Regions from separate parts of the Rattus norvegicus genome. Here region 2 is linked to region 1. Evidence: chromatin contacts called from public Hi-C data. All regions are on one chromosome and are shown on one strand. The core of a region is the stretch at or near the end of the contact, and the rest is flanking DNA. Distances in the headings are between cores, read along the strand shown.

Region 1 (3,376 bases), core at 608-3,107:
CCACATGGTCAACACTAAATGCACTCAGCAGACTATATCGTATGTACGTGTACATGTGACAAAAATTAAAGAGAAAAAGAACACACCATTTAAAATAATTTAAAAACAGGAATTGAGCGGTTTAACAAAAGATCGTTTTTGAGTGTATTGAAGGATGATGGGCAAGTTAACGTTCAGTGACTCATATCTTGCAGTGACTAACACATTATGAGCAACGGGCACAAACAGCCAAACGAAACAAGCAGAGCCCTGATCATAATGATAGGGGATTTCATTCCAACACAGAGAGGTCATTCGGGTGTTTTAATCAGCGGGCTCAACTTCATTGGCAATAAGACCGATCCTTCAAGACGCACTGAAGGCGTGGAAGGAAGGCTTCACTGGTACTATCCAGTGAGATCACGCTAAAGCAGGGCTCAGAGCCCTGCTCACTTTCTTCTCAGGGTCCAGCACACCAGCGGCTCCGGCCTCCTGTGTTTTTTGTAGATGGCAGTCAGGGATGCACGGGGCCATCAGTAAGCATTTACCACGGGCTCTGCCACGTGCCAGCAACTCTCCCCGGGGCTTTATTATCTCATCTCATCCTTACAGTGGCCTTCTGAGATGCGTGTCTCCGTTCTCATTTCTTAGATGGAGGAACCAACTTGATGAGATTCAGGAACATGTCCTACGTACACAGCTAGTGATCGAATCTGATCCCTCTTGGGTCGCTCTTTCCACCGCTTCACACTTCTAGATCCATCGATAAGACTCATATTATAGTGACTTGAAACTTCTTCAGTTTAAAAAAAAAAAAAATCACAACTCCGGCCAGGCGTGGTGGCACGCTGCTAATCCCAGCACTTGGAAGGCAGAGGCAGGCAGATCTCTATGAGTTCCGGGCCAGCCTGGTCTACAGAGCCAGTTCCAGGACATCCAGGGCTCAGAGAAACCTTCTCTCATAAAAAAGTAAAATAAAATAAAATTTAAAAAACAACAAAAAAATACCACAAGTTGAAAATATACCTTGTGTATGTGGTGGCGTATTCCTATAATCCCAGAACTCAAGGACTGAGGCAGGAAAATCATGGATCATTTTTTTAAAAAATGAAAAACAAAACAAAAAAACTAGACATAAAGGAAGGAAAATACCCACGACCACCACCACCTTGCTCTTAAAAAAAAAAAAAAAAAAAAATCAATCCTTACCAGGTATCCTCAGTTCATTGCTCTCTGTCGCCCCCTAGAGCATGCAGCTGTAGGCACTTCTAGGTGGGGAAAGAAACGGGAGAATGGCGCGCGTAAATCCCCATCTGTGAGAACCACTCCCCTGCAGAGCATCCTCTGTACCCCTCTGGCTTCTACCCTTCTGAAGGAAAGGCTAGGCCAGAGCTAGTGTGATCAGAGTCGGGCAGCCAGGAGTGCACTTCCAGGATGGCCCTCGACGCAAACAAATGAAAGCTCCTTCAGCGGGGCTTCCCAGAGGAAACCAACCCCACTGCGCTGTCAGCTTGACTGGGAGTGTGGGAAGGCCCAGAGTTCCGGCCTCGTGTCCAAAGCCAGAAAACCAAATCCACAGCGCCTTTTACACGAAATCCTTGAGCAGAAATCAGCCTCCAAATTTAGCATCACTGGGACTGAAGGCCCTTTCGGCTGTGGATTATTCAGTTTGGGTTTTAGCAATGTGGGGACCTAATCCCCCGGGGCTGGAAGAGTCCGGCTGGCTTCCTGCTTCCGGGCTGGAGTTAGGCAGTTTGATAAAAAGTCATCTGAGCCTGAATAACCACATGTTTGTCTTTGCCCCATTTATCCTGGGGCCCTGGGATTTCTTCTGGAGTAGTTAATGCCCCCAGCTCTTCCTCTGTTTATTTTCTTTGGTTATGTTCCCATAGCTGATGGATGTAGGAAGCCGGTTAGTCCATAACTGGTTGGTTGGAGGCATGTAGGGCACAACCAATGAAAAGAATGCGAGGCTTTAAGAAGTTCAAGAGAAAGAGAGTTTCCTCACTGGCCGCCTTCTGGTGTCTGGAATTACACCTTTAGGCATTTAATACTTTGAGTTAAACATTAACTCGTGCTTGTTTAAAATGGCAATACCCTGAGAATGGCCAGTACAGGCAATGATCACACTCAGTGATTTAGATCACTCCATCAAAAACCAGCGCCTCTCCAAACGAAAAGGATCGACTCGCTTCTCTGCCTTCGCCTCCCAAGCCATCCATCGCCTCCCAGAGGCTTGTGCCCTCTACTGGGTCTTTCATAGCCTCCTCCCTACATGAAAACCTTTTCTCTTTGTGACTACTTAACCTGGATCAGGTGATTCAATGCCCAGCTTGTGCCTTCACCTGGGCCTGCTTTGAGGGATGCCTGTCATTCTTCCACAGGTTCATGTTAACTGAATCAAGGATCTGAAGAATCACGTGAGGCCCTGTTCTGCCAATCAACAGCTGTGCTATGTAGAGCAAGTCCCAACCTACTTAAGCCCCCCTCTTTGTATATATTTTTAAATTGTTATGTTTGTTTATTTAGTGTGTGTGTGTGTGTGTGTGTGTGTGTGTGTGTGTGTGTGTGTACGTGTACACGTCATGTTGTGTGTGTGGAAGCCAGAGGACAATCCACCTGAACCAGTTCTCTCCTTGTCCCACGTGAGTTGAGGCTTGAACTCAGGCCATCAGTCTTGTCCTAAGTGCCTTTACTCACTGAGCCACCTTGCCAGTCCCCTTTCTATATTTTTTTTCCCTTTCTATATTTTTAAGATGGGAATAGAGATCCCATCTCAAAGGGGTTACGTCCGACAATCTATGAGATACGGCTGAATAAAATTCATTGTCTTTCCTGCTGGAAAGCAAGATGACTAACCAAATATTTTATCTCTCTCTGTTCTCCTAGCCATAGACTAGTGATTGTTGCCAACAGTTGGTGCTCAATCAATGTTTCAAACTGAAAGGATGAACCCAGGCTGGTGAGGCCTCCTTTAATCTTAACTGCTAACATGGCTGAGGAAGGAGGATCATTAGTTAAGAAAACTTAGGAAAGCCCTATCTTTAAAATGAAAAACAAAACAAAACAAAAAACCCCCAAAAAACAAAAACAAACAAACAAACAAACAACACCGGCTGGAAAGACGGCTCAGCAGGTCGGAGTGCTTATCACACATGTCTGACAGCCTGAGTTCGATCCCCAGCACCCACGCAAAGGTGGAAAGAGAGAACCAGCTCCACAAAGTTGTCTTCTGACTTCCACTTGTGTGCTCCGGCACTTGCATGCCATATAATAATAAATGAAACAGGATAATTTTAAGAAGAATACAAAAAGGGATAGGGAGATAGTTCTGTGGCTAGCATGTGGGAAACCATAAACTTAAATTCCCAGGACTTAAGTGCAACAAAAGAATGAC
Region 2 (3,376 bases), core at 436-2,935, 80 kb before region 1:
GCATACCAGACTTACAGCAGTAAATGACAGATAGGTCCCTCTCTTACGATTATTATCACCGTAAAGATGGCAGCAGACGAAAATGAAAACAGTTGAGACATGGTAGACAGTGGAATCTGTGCTAAAAACCAAATTTTGTCTTTAAGATTTTATTTTGCAGGGCGCTATGCCCTGTTCCTCCAGCACTGTGGACTTGGTCAATATTTTCAGTCAGTGGGTGGTAGATATGCAAGGTTCATGACACTCAGAAATGCGTGCTCTGTCTCTCTCTCTCTCTCTCTCTCTCTCTCTCTCTTTGTGTCTCTGTCTGTCTCTGTCTCTCTCTGTTTGTCTCTCTGTCTGTCTCTGTCTCTCTCTCTCTTTTTGTCTCTGTCTCTCTCTGTCTCTGTCTCTCTCTGTCTCTGTCTCTCTGTCTCTGTCTCTCTGTCTCTGTCTCTCTGTCTCTGTCTCTCTGTCTCACTCTCTCTCTCCACCACGCAGCAGCTACTGGAAGAAACAAAATTGTAGATGCCTGATCTCAGGGAACTGTAGCGTTAGCAGTAGCTGGACACCGATTTTGAGTGAGAAGGATCTTCACATTATTTGGACGGAGTAGAAGAGAGTTAAGTCTAGGTTAAGAGAATTAGAATGCCCGTTCTATCGTTCATTTTGCGCTAGATTTTAGAGATGTCAGCCTGTCTGTAGTAGCCCATCTTGCTTCTGTTGTTCTTCAGTGCTTTACCCACTTCCTGGTTAGAACCAGGCATCTACTTCGGACTCTATGTTCTATACAAAGCCAGACACATCTCTCCCGGTCAGCCTACACTGGTCACTACTACTTAGAAATGGGAATTCTCACACCCTCTGACAATATGCATGGCTTACATTGTTAGTTATCTTAGAGTGTTGGCTGCAGAGCTATCTACAGTACCGTCATTCATTTAGTCACTGACTAGGTATTTATTGAGGGCCTTTGCTGTCCTTACCATGGGAAAAGGGAGTGTTTATTGGTTGTGGTGGATACATTGTGTCTATAGAAATACTAGTAAATCTTAAATCTCTAGCAGGATTGGAAAGCCTTCTCTGACAGTCACTTCTGAATTATTCACCTTAGGAGAAGTTCCCAGGACGGTGTAGGATAGGCCAAGATTGCCTCCCCTCCCCCACTTGGTGTTACTCACCTCGGCTAGCACATGGACTTGACTGGTACCGTTCCTCTTAACGTCGCTCCAGCGGGGCCAGAGTGAATGGCATGACAAAATATGCTCTAAGATGTTAAAAGACTAGGAAATCATGGTCCTTTTTCCCTTATGAACAGAAGGCTTGTTGACTACCAACTGTGAACTAGCTCTTTGGAGGCTGGCCTGCAAACTGTTAGTAATTTAATGAGTTTGCTATCTCAAGGTTAAGGGGGTAGGTAGACCCAGGAAAGAATCTTTGGGTCACCCTGGTGGTAGAGTGTGTGTGTGTGTGTGTGTGTGTGTGTGTGTGTGTGTGTGTGTGTGTGTGTGTTTAGGTGTGAATAAAATACCTGCTGCAGCTCAGAATTAAAGTTGCCCTGAGAGTGAAGAGGATCTTGTTGGGTCCCTCAGTCTGGTTAATTTGCCTCTCTGTGTTTTAGACCAGAGTGGAGGGGGCTTCCGACTGTGACCGAGATCAGCATCCGTGTCCTCTCTCCACCCTGGTTTGAGGAAGAGGTGGCTGATGTCTATCACCCTGAGTTCCCTCCAGGACCACCCCGGGAGAGAACGGCTGTGTGTAAAGGGGTGCGGGGGGGGGGGGAGGATGTGGTACATTCCAGAAGGATCTCTAGACCGCAGCCTCTGCACCACGCCCTCGGCGGGGCCAGGTGTGCGCCCCGGTTGCGGAGGGGGGAGCCCGGGCCGCAGTGAGCGGGTTTACTGCTCGGCGTGCGCTGAGTGTTTGTCTGCCTCGGAGGGTTGGGTCCTCCTTGTTCACAGGTGAGTCACGCCCCGAAACACCAACTCTCTTCCTGTCAGGACTGAGTCAGGTAGAAGAGTCGATAAAACACCTGATCGAGGTAAAAGGAAGGCACAGCGGGGCGAAGACTCCGGCGCCCGGCAGGCACCCGCAGCGGCAGCGACCGAGCGCGGCCCGGCCATGCCTGCGCTCTGGCTCAGCTGCTGCCTCGGGGTCGCGCTCCTGCTGCCAGCAGCCCAGGCCACCTCCAGGAGAGAAGGTGAGTGCTCCCACCGCGCCTCAGGCCAACTTGCCCTTCCCTGGTGATGGTGATGGTGATGGTGGTTGAATTCACCTGGATCTCTGCAGGGCGCCCATCTCCCTACCTGGGGCTCCTTCAGAGTCACTCTAAAGTGACAGTTTTCCCATAAAGCCCCTGGAGATAAAAACTCGAAGCTGTTGGGTTGTGCCAGCCAAGGGTTTCCTCGCCCTAAAGCCATTCCTCTTTCAATTTCCTCCCTTTCTTTTCTTTGGCACTAGGGGACCCCTCCACACACGATCAATCAGTAACATGCTAGTCTTTAAACTGTCCCTGTAATTTACCATGCCCGGCAGCACCACGCAGACTAAAAACAGAACTTCCTTAATCCCCTTGTTATCCGTGTTGTATTTTTGAGATAGAGCGTGAACTTTAAGCGTTTTGGTAATACCCAAAACTGCAAGTGTTACTTTTTACAAGTTTCACCTTCCATGTATTTATTGGACTCAAACCTCAAGTATCATTTACTCTTACTGAGAGAGTACCCGGTGGCTGTCCTGAGTGAGGAGTTAAGTTCATGCAAACAAAACATTGTGAGAACCTAGCGACTGTTTTTCGTGTACATGTGCCCTGTCAACTATGATGACACATAGTGCGGGGTTTCCCTGTCATTTAGCAGAGGCTCTTTCCTCTGATCACACGACTTTTCACATTCAGGTTTATTGTTGCTTCCTGAACTCCGTGGCATTCTAGTCACCACTGCCATGGATCCGAGGTCACAGTGCATCGATCATGCAAAATTGTCACCAAAAAGGGGTATCTGTGGAAGGATAGACATATCACGTTCATCTTCTTGACCACAGTAACCTTTGCACTAGTCGGATCAAAACCTGTTGTGTACTTTAGATATGTGAAATGAATCTTTTACAAAAAGCATGTGAACGTAGTCATGAAGGGTAGGCTCCCCGTGAGTCAGGATAAACTAGTTGAAACCTGGTAGAAAACATTCTGAGAGTGAAAACAGTCTCTGAATATTAGAATTAAAAGTAACTGTGTATAGATCAGCAACTAAGACTCCTTTGATTGAAAAGTTGCACAAGGCCACCCAAGCAGTGGCAGAACCTTTGATCCAGGTGTTCTTAGCTTTTTTGACCTCATTATAAAAGTAATTTATATATATGTATATGTATATATATATGTATATATGTGTGTATATAT

What was found. Hi-C and Micro-C count contacts between places; a contact is called where the count stands out from the background.
Region 2: a contact with region 1 is called in a Hi-C map of the A7r5 cell line, with 3 times the contacts expected there. The contact joins the promoter of Lamc2 here to the enhancer-like site in region 1. A contact is called at or near these places in 6 of 12 Hi-C or Micro-C datasets (the A7r5 cell line, hepatocytes, kidney and 2 more).

What each region holds. Positions count from the first base shown.
Region 1 is chr13:67,812,967-67,816,342 of GRCr8, reverse strand. The region is part of intron 8 of Nmnat2 (nicotinamide nucleotide adenylyltransferase 2); the gene reads right to left. Among named protein-coding and RNA genes, the nearest start is that of Lamc2, 80 kb to the left of the region's middle. Within about 2 kb of position 1,857, at least 18 of the 93 cell types and tissues checked have an H3K27ac peak or open chromatin away from gene starts, as enhancers often do. A contact at or near this core is called in the A7r5 cell line, where this site is marked.
Region 2 is chr13:67,893,003-67,896,378 of GRCr8, reverse strand. Lamc2 (laminin subunit gamma 2) reads left to right here and starts at 1,685. Exons shown (of 24, transcript NM_001100640.2): 1 at 1,685-1,828; 2 at 1,980-2,179. The coding sequence starts at 2,101.